Linked DNA regions of Canis lupus: region 1 is linked to region 2. A link is a contact called in public Hi-C data. All regions are on one chromosome and are shown on one strand. The core of a region is the stretch at or near the end of the contact, and the rest is flanking DNA. Distances in the headings are between cores, read along the strand shown. Region 1 holds the start of ZNF875 (zinc finger protein 875). Region 2 holds the start of WDR87 (WD repeat-containing protein 87).

The links. A called contact is a pair of places that touch in the nucleus more often than the background predicts.
Region 1: a contact with region 2 is called in a Hi-C map of blood, with 3 times the contacts expected there. The contact joins the promoter of ZNF875 here to the promoter of WDR87 in region 2. A contact is called at or near these places in 2 of 9 Hi-C or Micro-C datasets (amygdala and blood).

The regions. Positions count from the first base shown.
Region 1 is chr1:116,127,145-116,133,812 of UU_Cfam_GSD_1.0, forward strand. ZNF875 (zinc finger protein 875) reads left to right here and starts at 2,646. Exons shown (of 5, transcript XM_038529045.1): 1 at 2,646-2,967; 2 at 3,349-3,445. The coding sequence starts at 2,846.
Region 2 is chr1:115,842,381-115,849,295 of UU_Cfam_GSD_1.0, forward strand. It overlaps WDR87 (WD repeat-containing protein 87), which reads left to right and starts at 3,613. Exons shown (of 8, transcript XM_038529026.1): 1 at 3,613-3,767; 2 at 6,783-6,915. It overlaps SIPA1L3 (signal-induced proliferation-associated 1-like protein 3), which reads right to left and starts at 3,475. Exons shown (of 23, transcript XM_038529024.1): 1 at 3,333-3,475; 2 at 2,844-3,018.

The DNA.
Region 1 (6,668 bases), core at 1,396-3,895, 280 kb after region 2:
TGGCTTTTAATTTCAAAGACTAGGTCTTCAAATTTTTCTCTTTGATTTTTATCTGATGTTAATTTTAACCAGACATATTTCTAGATGGGCATAACTAGATTTATTTCTCCACTGTGTTCATAATTTAAACGGATTTTCACATCTCTGAGCCTCAGGTGCAGATAGGAGTGTGGGAAATAGAACTCCTCAAAGCACAGAGATGACATCTCAAAGCTCTGAGATTTATTAAGCAAAGTCAGGTCCAAGATAAAGGAGTTCCACACCCTAATTCCAATTGGGTTTTTCCCCACACACATCAAAGCTATTCTAAGACACCAGCTGGGTGTCCTACATTTCAACCCAATTCTGAACTCTTCCTGGAGATAACATCACATGCCACAGGTTAAGGGCTCAGTCCTACAAGATTGCCTCTCACACTATTCAAGATGTGAATCACAAGTCCAGGTTGTCAACAGGGCCTTGACCAACTTCGTATAGATTGGAGGCTCCAAAAACCCCCTCTTCTGGTTCATTTAATTTGCTAGAAGGTTCACAGAATTCAGAGAAATATTTTACTTAACTAGATTACCAGCTTTATTATAGATTATGTAGCTCAGGAACAGGTATGGGGTAGGGTCACAGAGCTTTCATACTCTGAGTGCACCACTCTCCCTGAATCTCCACCAACCTGGAAGTTCTCTGAGTTCTATGTTTTGTTTTGTTTTTAAGATTTTATTTATTTATTCATGAGAGACACACAGAGAGAGGCAGAGACACAGGCAGAGGCAGAAACAGGCTCCATGCAGGGAGCCCGACATGGGACTTGATCCCAGGTCTCCAGGATCAGGCCCTGGGCTGAAGGCAGCGCTAAACCACTGAGCCACCCGGGCTGCCCAATTCCATGTTTTGTGTGTGTGTGTGTGTGTGTGTTTCTATGGAGACTTTGTTACACAGGCATGATTGATTAAGTCATTGGCCACTGGCGACTGATTCAACCTCCAGCCCTTTTCCCTTCCCTGAAGAAAGGGAAGTAGGTCCACCGAGTTACATCATCACCTGACCTGCCATTATATTATGTTTGACTTATAGGTAGCCTGTCAGCTTCAGTATCTTTTCACTGACTCTGTGCACACATCTACACAAAGGAATCTGGATTATCTCATGATCCCATCTCCAACTACTTTCCACCCCCTGTACCCAAATTCCTTCTCTAAGGCTTTCAGTCTCTCCATTTCATGTGTGCTCTGATTTTGGTTCTTAGTGAGTTCTGTTAACAAACACTCTCATTCGTCCATATGAAACCCTTGGTGAGCTGTACCACCAGGACTGGAATAGGGCACTGGGCTGATCCTTCCTGAACACCATCCAAAGGGAGAGGCTAGGGATGCCTGGGTGGCTCAGCGGTGAAAGAGTCTGCCTTTGGCTCAGGGCGTGATCCTGGAGTCCTGGGATCAAGTCCCACATCAGGGTCCCTGCATGGAGCCTGCTTCTCCCTCTGTCTGTGTCTCTGCCTCTGTCTCTCATGAATAAATAAATAAAATCTTAAAAAAAAAAGCAAAAACAAGGGAGAGGCTGATACTAACATGCAAATTTTGTGTTTTTTTTACTTCTCCAGGTAAAGGGATATTGGAAAAGATTTTGGAATGGGATATGAAGATTCAAGAGTAGTTTTTGAATATTTGCACCTTGATAGGTTTTGGAGGTGCCTTGTGGGTGGGGCTTAGGGAGGTTCTGTTATCAGGGAATTGTGGATACTGGGGAAATTAGGAAAGAAAAGATAACTCACAATTCAACAATTCAGGGTAAACTCCCAAAGCCCTCTTTCTGGCTACTTGATGCCCAGAAACCAGGCCCTCACCTTCTATCAAGACTACAGGCCAGGGATCCCTGGGTGGCGCAGCGGTTTGGCGCCTGCCTTTGGCCCAGGGCTCGATCCTGGAGACCCGGGATCGAATCCCACGTCAGGCTCCCGGTGCATGGAGCCTGCTTCTCCCTCTGCCTATGTCTCTGCCTCTCTCTCTCTCTCTGTGACTATCATAAAAAACAAACAAACAAACAAAAAAAAACAACAACCACAGGCCAGTAGGTGCCAACGAGCTTCATATCTATTCATGCCCTTCCTTACAGCTGGAACTTTGGAGGCAACATATAATGGGGCACCATAGAAACTCAGTAATCAAGAGACACATTTTAAGGTAGTATCTTTGAAATCAAAATGCATGCAAAAAAATCCATGATGGGCAGCCCTGGTGGCTCAGCGGTTTAGCACCACCTTCAGCCCAGGGCCTAATCCTGGAGACCCAGGATCGAGTCCCACATCGGGCTCCCTGCATGGAGCCTGCTTCTCTCTCTGCCTCTCTATCTGTGTCTCTCATGAATAAATAAATAAAATCTCTTAAAAAAATGAATGAAATCTTAAAAAAAAATTCATGATGAACAAAACTGTCAAAATATTTTTCCTCTTTACCCTTCACTCCCCCGCCCCGCCCTCGGCAACCACAACTCTCTGAAGGTCAGCGCGCACGGACGACCCGCCTCCGTGACGCCGGGAGGGGGGACGGGGCGCCAGGACCACGTTTCCTAGGATCCTCCGGCATTCCTCCTACGCTCTCATTGATCCGTGAGATCTCACTGGCCGTCGGAGGAGAAACGAGTACCTTGCAGTCTGGGCGTCTTAACAGTGAGCGCCTAAGCTTCGTTGTATGAGAGGCGCAGATGTCAGAGACACCCTGCGGTGGGCGAAGCCTCCTCACCCACCGCCTCTTCGTCTCAAAGACTACACTCCCCAGAGGCCCGCGCGGCCACTTCCGCCGTCCCACGCGCTCTCCTGGCGGTGGAGTTTACGTAGCAGGAGCACTTCCGGTCTATGGGTCCCGCCCCCTCGCTGGTTGGCGGCGGGTTAGGCCTCCCTCTTCGAGTCTCTTGCATGCTTCTGCGCTTGATTCCCGAGCGTCAGCCTCAGGATTGGCAACGTGCACCCCGCGTTCCGTGAGTGCCTTGAGTCATTGCTTCGTCCAGTCAGCACGTCCCTCTGCTTGTCCCTGTTTTACTCGTGGGGACACAGGCTGCCTCTGAACTCGGGCGCTCTTCTGTGGGCACGTCCAGGCCGTTATCTTTTCATCCCAGCATAGAGTTAGACACAGCCCCTTACTCCCCTGCCGGGGGGGACATGGACACCACTCCCTGGCCAGGACTTGGGGCTGGACTTGAGGGTGCTCGGTCACTCTGAACCAGGGCTCTGGATGGGCATTGGGTTGTGCTCGTGATTTCTGTGACACCGAACACCCAGTTGGGGGGCTCCGGAGCAGACCCCGCCTTAACTCCCGGGGAGGGGCTTTTCCATCTAGGCACGCTCTTCTTTCTCTTCAGATCCCCAGCTCTGTCTTCTGAGACTTTGCCCTTCTCCAGGGAGAGCATTCAGGAGACCAGGAAAATGGCCACGGGGCTTCTGAAAGCCAAAAAAGAGGTGAGAATTTTCATCACATTCCATGTTGGCTGCCAACAGGATGAATCCAATCCTTTTCCTTGCACTGCAGCCTGCCTTGCTGGTATTGAGCAAAGGTCACGCTTGTTCCTGGAGGAGTGGTGGTTCATCTCACATGGAGGCCCCCCCCCCCCCTTTAACATTCCTCTCTGCTCCACCCATACCTCAGTCATCCTCAAAGTGGTCAGTTGTAAACAACACACATGGAACAACTGAAATAAACATACAGGAACATCCAAGCTTGATTGTCCAGTGGTAAGCATTGAAAGACAGGGACAGGAGAGATGCTTATGATCCGAAGTCGTTAGGGAGGGCTTCCAGAAGAAGTAGGGCTGTCTGAACTGCCCCTGAGGATTTGGTTAAGTTGGAGAGTTGGCAGGGCAGGGAGGAGAGCAGGAAGGACGGTTAGCCTAAGTTGGGCACACTGCCCTTGCCAAGTGTGGGAAGATTATAGTCACCAGTGGAATTACTTAAGGTTGATTTTTAAATATGTGCTGGTGAAGATACAGACACGTGGAACAGAGGGGAGCTTGATGGTCTGACCTGAATTTTACATTGAGAGCATTTTCAGCATCTGGCAATGGGGAGATTTCACCAAAAATTCTGGATTGCCTGAAAATAAACTGCACTGTGGTGTCAGGGAATTCACAGCGAACAGTACCTTCGTCATTGGGACCGGTCCTGCTGAGTTTATTTGCCGCACTTGCCGCAGTATCTTCCAAACTGAGGTTGGAACCATTGACCAGCTAACATTTTGCCTGCCTCTCTCATTTGTTACCTACCTGGCCCCTGAAGGATTTTCATTTTCCGCTTCCGAGTCTGGGTGGCTAGATTGAGTGCCAGACTGAGGAGTGTAGATTTTGTTTTTGAATAAGCTAGGTTTTGAAGGATGCTGAGAAGGAATTTAACATAAGGAAATCAATGACATGGACGTATAGGGACTTAAGGGGAAACTTTCTAACCCCTGTGAATGGTGGTTATGATGATCTTGACTTAACTGAATGTAATTAACATTTATTGAGCACCAACACAGTTGCCAAGCTGGTTAACTATCACTTCTGATATGCATTAACTTGGTTATTTCAGATCTGCCTTGACTGTCCTTATAAAAAAGAGGAAAATTTAAACAGAAAATAAGACCTCAATTTCTTTATTTTATTTTATTTTTTTTTTGAGACCTGATTTATTCTTAATCCTGATCTTCGGTGGTAGAGATTTACAATTTCCTGGACACTATCAGAACATCTTTGAGAGTTCTGTTTCTCATTAGTATTTCATCCATTTGAAAGTGTTAGTACCAAGAATGCATAATAAACCCAATTCAGGACATTTCCTAAGGCAACATTGAATATTTTGTGTGTATTTTCTTCACTGATCATTATGTTAATAGGAAGGCATTCGGATTTTCTGGGAAAAGCCAGACATTTGTGTGAGCTGATTTTTTTTTCTGCTCCTAATAACTTAAAAACAAATATGGAAGAATTGATCAAAGGGTACAAGCATTTGAATGGATAAATTGTTTAAGATGAAGCCTCTGTGCCTAGAGGTATACCTGACACATATGAAATGTTTAGTGCATGGAGGAATGACAGCCTTAAATAAATTTGAAGAAACTAAGTAACAAAGGAGTTTCTGTTGTTTGTGTTGATATGTTATTTGGTGCATATAATTAACTCTGTATTTCAGGGAGTTGGGTAAACTATCCATGTACTCTGATATGCATGACATCTAAATTATACAAACCAATTTAAACAAATATACAAGGATGCCTGGGTGGCTCAGCAGTTGAGCATCTTCCTTTGGCTCAGGGCATGATCCTGGATTCCCGGGATTGAGTCCTCCATCCGGCTCCTTGTGTGGAGCCTGCTTCTCCTCCCTCTTCCTGTGTCTCTGCCTCTCTTCCTGTGTCTCTCATGAATAAATAAATAAAATCTTTAAAAAACCCCAAATATACAGTAGGATATAAGTATCATTGGCAAAAAGACTTTTGCCTGAGAGAATAAATTAGAATTTGTAACAAATGAGATGGGCTGGCGGACACGTGATGTTTCCTATCCTTAGCATTTTTTCACTGATTCCATTGAACAAACTTGCTGAATGTCTGCTGTGTGCAGGATACTTGATGGATGACATTCAGTAATGTGAAAAGGCACAGCCTGCACACTTATGGGTCTTCCATTTTATTTTGGGATTCTGTTACCATTGGGATTTGTTTAATTTTACACACTACTATACACACGCAAACACACACATATACATTTTGACAGACTTTAATGATAAAATCAGTGTATTAAAGCTAGTGTCAGTATTTCTACCCAGACCCATTTTTTTTATAGGTGGAGGAACAGCCACACTTAACCCACTGGAAGTGAGTTCTATAATAGTGCATTGAATGGATGAACCCATCCACTATTTCCCAATTTGGGGGATTATTTTTATTATTATTTTTTAATTTATTATTATTTTTTTATTATTATTACTTTTTCAGTATAGTTAACATACAGTGTTATATTAGTTTCAGGTGTCCAATATACAGATTAAACACTTCCATATATCACCTAGTGCTCATCACAAGTACACGCCTTAATCTCCACCACGTATTTCACCCATCCCACTGCCCACCTCCCCTTGGTAACCATTGGGTTTTTTCTCAATAGTTCAGATTCTATTTCTTGCTTTCTCTCTCTTTTCTCCTTTGCTTATTTGTTTTATTTCCTAAAATCCACATATGACTGACATCATATGGTATTTGTCTCTATTTTGCTTAGTATTATACTCTAGCTCTATCCATGTTGTTGCAAATGGCAATATTTCATTCTTTTTTATGGTTGAATAGTACTTCATTATATGTATAAAATCACATTATCCATTCATCTATTGATCAACACTTAGCCTGCTTCTATAATTTGGCTATTGTAAATAATGCTGCTGTAAACATGGGGGTGTATGTATCCCTTTGAATTGGTGTTTTGTATTTTTTGGGTAAATACCCAGTAGTGTGATTACTGGATCATAGGGTAGTTCTATTTTTAACTTTTTGACGAACTTCCATACTGTCCTTCACAGTGGCTGCACCAGCTTGCATTCCCACCAACATTACAAGAGGGTTCCTTCCAATTTGAAGGAATATTTAACTTATTCCCAATACTTTAATTATTGTAAATTTTGCTTCTATGATCAATTTGTGCATGAAGTTCTTTTATAG
Region 2 (6,915 bases), core at 2,363-4,862:
TACTTCTCTGTGTTGTTTGAAATGTTACAAGGAGCGTGCATAACCTTTTTAAAGCCAAATCCAACCCATTCTCACACACACAAATCAAGTCCATGACCAGAGCCCTCCTGAGCAACGGGAGCAGTAACAGTCTTAAAGAAAGCACAGACGCATGAATTGGGCCAGTAGCCTCTCATTCTAAAAGCTAGAAACAGACGCTTTGAAGGAGATGATGGCTTAATTCTCTTATTAAAACATAAATACATTTAATTTAGATTTTGCGAGTTAAACCCATAACAAGGTTAAGCTATTACCATAACTAGCATCATTTTTTTAAATCTAAGTTTGAAATCTATCAGCTAAATAGGTTTTACAGGGGGGAAAAAAGGCGCCAATTACTGCACATTCTAAATTCCATTTTTGATTTACCACCTGACAACTGCAATGTCTGAAAAACAGGCTCACATTTAACTCTTAGACCATTCCACACAGACTGCTAAAAAGCCATGTGCTGTTGTCACTAACAACGAAGACCAAGATTTCTTTAAAAGTCACTGCTTTATATCCTCGGATTAAAAAAAAATAGGTAAATTTGGTGGCCATCACAAATGTTACTCAGATCACGGGTTCCCATCATCAAATGAAATCACAATGACAGGTTTCTGCCAACAGACTTAAACCTACACAGGGATATAATAAATTCCCTTCCCAGCCTCTTCAACGGCATGTGCGCTGCCTCCCCAAATGCCCGGGATGGCTGCCTTCCCATACAGAATATTCTAACTCACTGACAGAGTATAACTTTTGAGAAAGAAATTAATGACTCGCCCAAAACGTGGGGGGGAGAGGAGGGATGGGCCCCCTGGAAATCAAATCTTTATGCCACAGCTGGGGCCACCATAATCAGGCCAAGTCCATATTGTCTTCTCCACCCCTTACTAATGTTTTACATGCATTAATCCTTGATGATCTAAAAGAAACATCTCAACCTCGTCGGGAAAGACCATCTCCAGTCCCCAAAATGGGCTTTGGGTGTCCACAAGATGGGAGACCATGATGGGCCAATGAATATGTCGTTTCTATGAAATGGCAGCGCCATCCTTCTTGCCAATCAGCTAGACCTGGGAAGGCTGGGGGAAAAGAGTGACTCCCAAGTTTCTGGCTTGGGCAACTAGGTCACTGTTGGCCCATTTGCGGAGATGGTTGTGACTACTGGGTCTGAGAAGAGAAGTTTCGGTTGAACATGCTGAGTTCATGGTGCCCAGGGGACAGTTATCAGGGGACATCAAGGAAGCAGAGGCTCCGCATCTAGAGCTGGAACTCAGGGGGCTAATATAGCCTTGAGACAGAGTCACATACTTGCAGCCCTGGGGTGATACATAAAGAACTGGGGTGAACGTGCTGGCTTGGGGGGAGGAGTGTGGGAGAGGTGAGCAGAGGGGGGCTGACAGCAGGCCAGTGCCATCTCTCCTCCGGCTCTTATACTATGAATGTTCCACAATTCAATCTTTGGTGAATAAAAATTAGGGGGGAGGGCACTAATCTCATTCCTGCTCTGCTCTGTAAATAAACAAAAGCAGCCAAGACCTATTAAGAGAAACAAGATATGTTTATTAAGTGCTTACTATGCACCCTGCCCTGTGCTAAACGCTAAACATGAATTATCTCCTGGAATCATCAAAACAACCCTGGCACAAAATCCTGTGACTACCATTTCACAGATGGGACACTGAGGCTGGGAGTGAACGTGTGGGGGAGCTCAGGGCTGTCATGTCACAGCCCACAGTGAGACAGTCTCTAGGCCAGATGGAGAACACTGAAGAACAATTATAATACATGAGAGCTGCTACTTAGTAAGAGATGGCTCTGGACTAGGAATACAATCTCAGCAAATGCTTACAACCCTATGAGACTGATGCTGTCATCCCATTTTACAAATGAGGAACCTGAGGCTGCAGGAGAGGAAATCAACTAGATGGGAGGTCTCCCCAGGAGGCCTGACGGAGACTACAGTCAGAGCCCCACCCTCAGAGGGTCTCTGGGACGCAGGGAAAATGCTGAATAAATGATAACATTTATTGAATGCCGACTATGCGCCAACTGCTGTTCTAAGCACTTTACACACAATGTTCTCACCGCATCCTCAAAACAACTCCATGAGGTGGCTGCTATCAAAACCCCCATTTTACAGACAGGGAAACCGAGCCAGCGAGAGGTGAAGTCAGCTGCCCAAGGTCACACGGCTGATAAATGGCAGAGCCTAAATTTGAATTTGGGTCTCTTCCTTCCAAACCAAAGCTCACAAAATAATTTCAGTTAACAGCAGCCATCCTGCACTGAGTGCTAAGTATGGACTTGGCCCCATACACGCACACCCTCAACTAATCCTATGCTACAGATAATACCTTCACCCTATTTCTTGGGAGCCAACAATAGCGCAAACATGTAGTAAATGCCTTCCATGTGCCAAATGCTTTATTCGCCATATCTCAACATCTCAATAGAATGCCCAGCAAAAGGCACTCTTCCTTCCGTTTTATCTAAGGGAGAACTGAGGTTCGGTGCGGTTTCCCTAGATGGCAGCTCCCGAGTGGCAGAGGCAGGACGCGAACCCACCGCTACCCGACTCCCACTCCATGCTCCACCATACAGTGCCGGGGAGCAGGTCCCGAAAGTTGAGCCATGCGGGCACAGGTCCGGCCAGGTCCGGAGGGCGTGAGTCCGGCGCCCCCGCCCCCAACAACCGGTGCCCACACCCGGCCGTCCGCCGGGTCTCCAGCCCGCGCTGACCTCGGGGTCCGAGCGGACATCGATTCCCCCCGCCACCCTTGCGTGAGGCCGCCCCTGCACCCGAAGCCACATACCTGGGCGTCCTAGCTGCCCGCCCCGCGGGCCCCACGAACCCGGCGTCCGGCCCCGCGCTGCTCGCTGGAGACGCCGCCAGCTCCAGTGGCCCGAGTGACTTCCAGGCTGCCCACTTCCAAGCCGCTTCGCGCGAAGCCTCCTGGGAACTGTAGTTTCGCCCTAGGCGGCAGCAAACTGAAAAAAAAAAAAAAAAAAAAAAAAAAGAGAGGCCTGACGCGCAGGTACTGCCGGGAGCAGTAGGCGCAGCCCCGCACCGCCTTCTGGGAATGGTAGTCCACCTGTCGCCTCGCTGCCGCTCCAGTCTCCAGAGCACTTCCGCAGCCCCGAGGGGCGTGAGGGATGGAGGCGTGTCTTCTGCAGACTCTCAGCCCGGTAGCCGAGCTCTAGGCTCCGCGAGGGCGGTTTTTCCCTTTCTCCCAATCCTGTCCACCTCCAACCTTCCTCCGGCTGACTCACCCGCCCTTCTCCGCCGGGCGCGAGGCACTTACCCCGAGGGCGCGAGCCTCGGGAGAGGCGGGGACAGCGGAGCTGTGCGCTAGACCCCCAACGGAGGGGAGCGGCCGAGGAGGGCGTCTTTGCGCGCTCGCGCACGCGCGCTCGCTGGCCAACACGGGCCTAAATGCCGCGGGCCCCCGCGGGGAGACTTTTTTTTTCTCATTCGAACGCGCGCGCGCGCGGAATCGCGCTCTGGGCTGCTTCCTACCGGGCACGCGCCAGTGCGCACGCGCGCTCCCTCCCTTCGCCTCGGTCACTCTGCGCCGCGCGGGGTTGGGGGGCTAACCGCTCCGTCCGCGGAGTCTTCCCGCAGCATCCCCAAGGTCGCTAGCCAGGCGCTCCTTCTAGGTCTGCTCCTTCACATAGGAGCTCTCGGGTGTCGCCACACGCGCCGTACCCGTCCCTTGTCCGGATTCCTGTCGTCGCAGGTAACAGGCATGGATGGCCCCAGCCTTGAAGAGGCGGGCGCGCCCTCCCTGCCCACGCCGAGGGCCGGGCGGCCGAGTGTGTAGGGGCCTCGGGTGTGGTGGCCTCACCGGCCCCGGCAGCCCCAGAGCTCTTGCTTCCACGGGAGCCTCAGGACCACCACCCAGAAGGCTGCCCGGAGGCCCTGTTAGCCACCCTCCGTTGATCACACATTCTGAGGGTGTCTACTGCTTGTTGAGTACCGACCGCCTGGGAATTGTGTTCAGATTTAGTCCACCTACTGACATAATCAAGAATCCGAACCTTTAAAAAAAAAAAAAAAAAAAAAAAACAGATGTTAACCACTCCAACTCCATTGGGATTAAAGAGGAAATTGGCTCAAGTGCAAGGTCCTCTATCAAGAAAATCCACTCAATACCATTCCCACTTCATTCATTCTTCCAAGAAGATGCTCCGTTAAGACTTGAAGCTGGGAAATATATATTCTTCCTGGGAGAGGGCAGAGGGTCATTCATTCAACAGAAATGTGTTAAGCGCTTACTTCCTGCCAGGTTGGGTGATTATGGGGACACCGGGAAGTCAGGACAAACTGGGTTCCTAAACGGAGGGACCTAAGACCAGTGGGGTTATCAGACCACTCCCAGACAGGGACAATCTTAAACAGGAGTATCCAACAGAATTATAATGCAACCACATATGCCATTTTCATTATTACATTAAAAAATTAAAGAAACGGGTGAAATCAATTTTAATATTTTATTTAACCCAATATATCCCAAATAGTTATGTTTACATTGCTTCAATTTTAAAATTTCATTTAAAATGAAATAAAATTAAAACTGAGGCATTAACAAAGATACTCATTTGTGGTGTGGGCTGTCGTGGCAAAAGGTTGGAAACTGTCCGATGTCCATTAATTATTAAGTTTGGATAAATAAATGATCAATACCATGCTGCTGGCAACTGCTGAAAAATGAGACCAAGCTATATGTATTAATATGAGTTAATCTCTATGATATATTAGATGAGAGAGAACACTGCAGAACAGTATATATAGTGCATTACCATTTGAAGGATACCTTTTACATATATGCTTGAGTATGTACAGAACACCTGTAGAAAGACACAGCCAGGGCTATCTTTGTGAAGGGGAAGCAGGGATAGGTTCTCATGTGTGACTTTTTCATTATACGCTCCTTGGTTATCTTTTGAATATTTTTTACCATGTCCATTTAAAAAAGTTGTTTAAATGGAGGATGCTAGCTAAGTCATAGAATCATCATAAGAATTAAATGAAACAAAGATGCCTGGGTGACTCAGCGGTTGAGACCAGGGCCCAGGGTGTAATCCTGGGGTTCTGGGATCGAGTCCCACATCAGGCTCCCTGCATGGAGTCTGCTTCTCCCTCTGCCTGTGTCTGCCTCTCTCTTTCTCATGAATAAATAGATAAAATCTTTAAAAAAAAAAAAAAAAAGAATTAAATGAAACAATATATTTAAAATGCCCAATCAGTTCCCAAGATTGCCTCTGGCATTACAGCCCCCCTGACTAATTAGGCCCTTCTGATGCCAGTTCTCTGTAACCTTGTCCTATAATGTGAGAGCCGCCTATGAGGCCATGGGGTTCATGCAGGACATATCTCAATGTGTGGAGCACACATCACCCTCCTTCTGGGTGGCCAAGTCTCCTTGTTATATGTACTCACAGGGCTTTGTTCCTTTCCTTCTTAAAAGCAAATCTATAGCATAATCTGTTTTAACCTTGAGAAGATTAAAAGTTGCAGAAAAGTTCAAATAATATAACCCATCACTCAGAATTTCTCATTGTAATCAATTTTATGACTACTCTTTGATGTCTGCCTTCCTTGCTGAACTATAAGCTCTCTGGGGCAAGAACTGTATGCCCTCCAGGTCATACACCTAGCCACACAGTGACCCTAAGGGAGCCCAGGAGCCCAAGAGTCTCATGGAGTGCAGTGCCCCCTAGAGCCAATTCTCTTTATTACAAAGGCAGGACTTGCTGGAATCTGGCCTTCCATCTCATCACATTGGAGAGTGCAGCTAAGAAAAGGATGTAGTGCAGTGCCCAGTCATAGACCTGGTTGGCCTCCATAGTCAGTAGGACATACCAAACCTTGGCCCCAAATACTAACTCCCCTAAATTGACTGCAGGGTTTGAATTCTCCCATTAGATCATCTTTGGGTTATCAAGATATTAAAATGTCAAGACTATTGGAATTAAGGCATCTGGAGCTCACTCCAGCTTTTAGGGACAGATAATGGGATTGGAGAGTCAAATGTGAGGAAACTTTAGGAGAGAGGTTTCCTCTGAGGGTGACCTGAGGAAGCTAGTATATAGGGAATGAGAGAATGGCAAACAAACAAACAAACAAACACAGAGGCTTGGGGTTTGAAGACCTTCTTTCTTACTAACTCTGAAGGAATGTGCCCCCAAAGGGTCCTTCCTAACCGCTTACTTTTTGCAGGCTAGCCAAGAGAATGTTGGATCCAGAGGAGATGTTAGAAACAATGCAAACTGATGGCAATGACCACAAATGTGTTACAAATGACTACTCTCTGAGCAGCTCTGGGGCTTCAAGGAGGAGCCAGTGGGGTAAATGTGAGCTGAAGGGCCTGGCCCACTGGGCCATCCACTAATGTGCAAGATTGGAATGAAGCAGCTCACACTGGCTCCAGAAATGTCCAAAGGAGCAGCAAGTGGAGTGGTACAGGGGAATAGAATGGGAAAAGGTATGGCAGGGGGGCAGCATGCAGCCTTGGGGAGAGTAGAAAGAGGCAAAGGGGATGTTAGTGTCTGACAGCCAGCCACCAGTTCCCATTAGTGGGTCTGTGGGTCAGAGAGCTTCCTTGGCATCAGCTGCCAGAGCCTCTTCCTCCTCTGATATGGTAGTGGAATCCTGAACAATGGATTGAATCATAGTCTTGAATCTGTCCCGTGTAGCCTGAACACATCCCTTTCCCCTCCTGAATTCATATTCCTTATAATTTATAATGCAGATAATACTCTCTGCCTGTCGGGATTCTTTTGAGACGAAATGAAGTGATGTGAAAACTTTTTTGGGAGGGTGGATCTAACCCACTCTATACACGAGAGGACGACACGTTTTGCCTGCTACTTCCCCTAAATCCA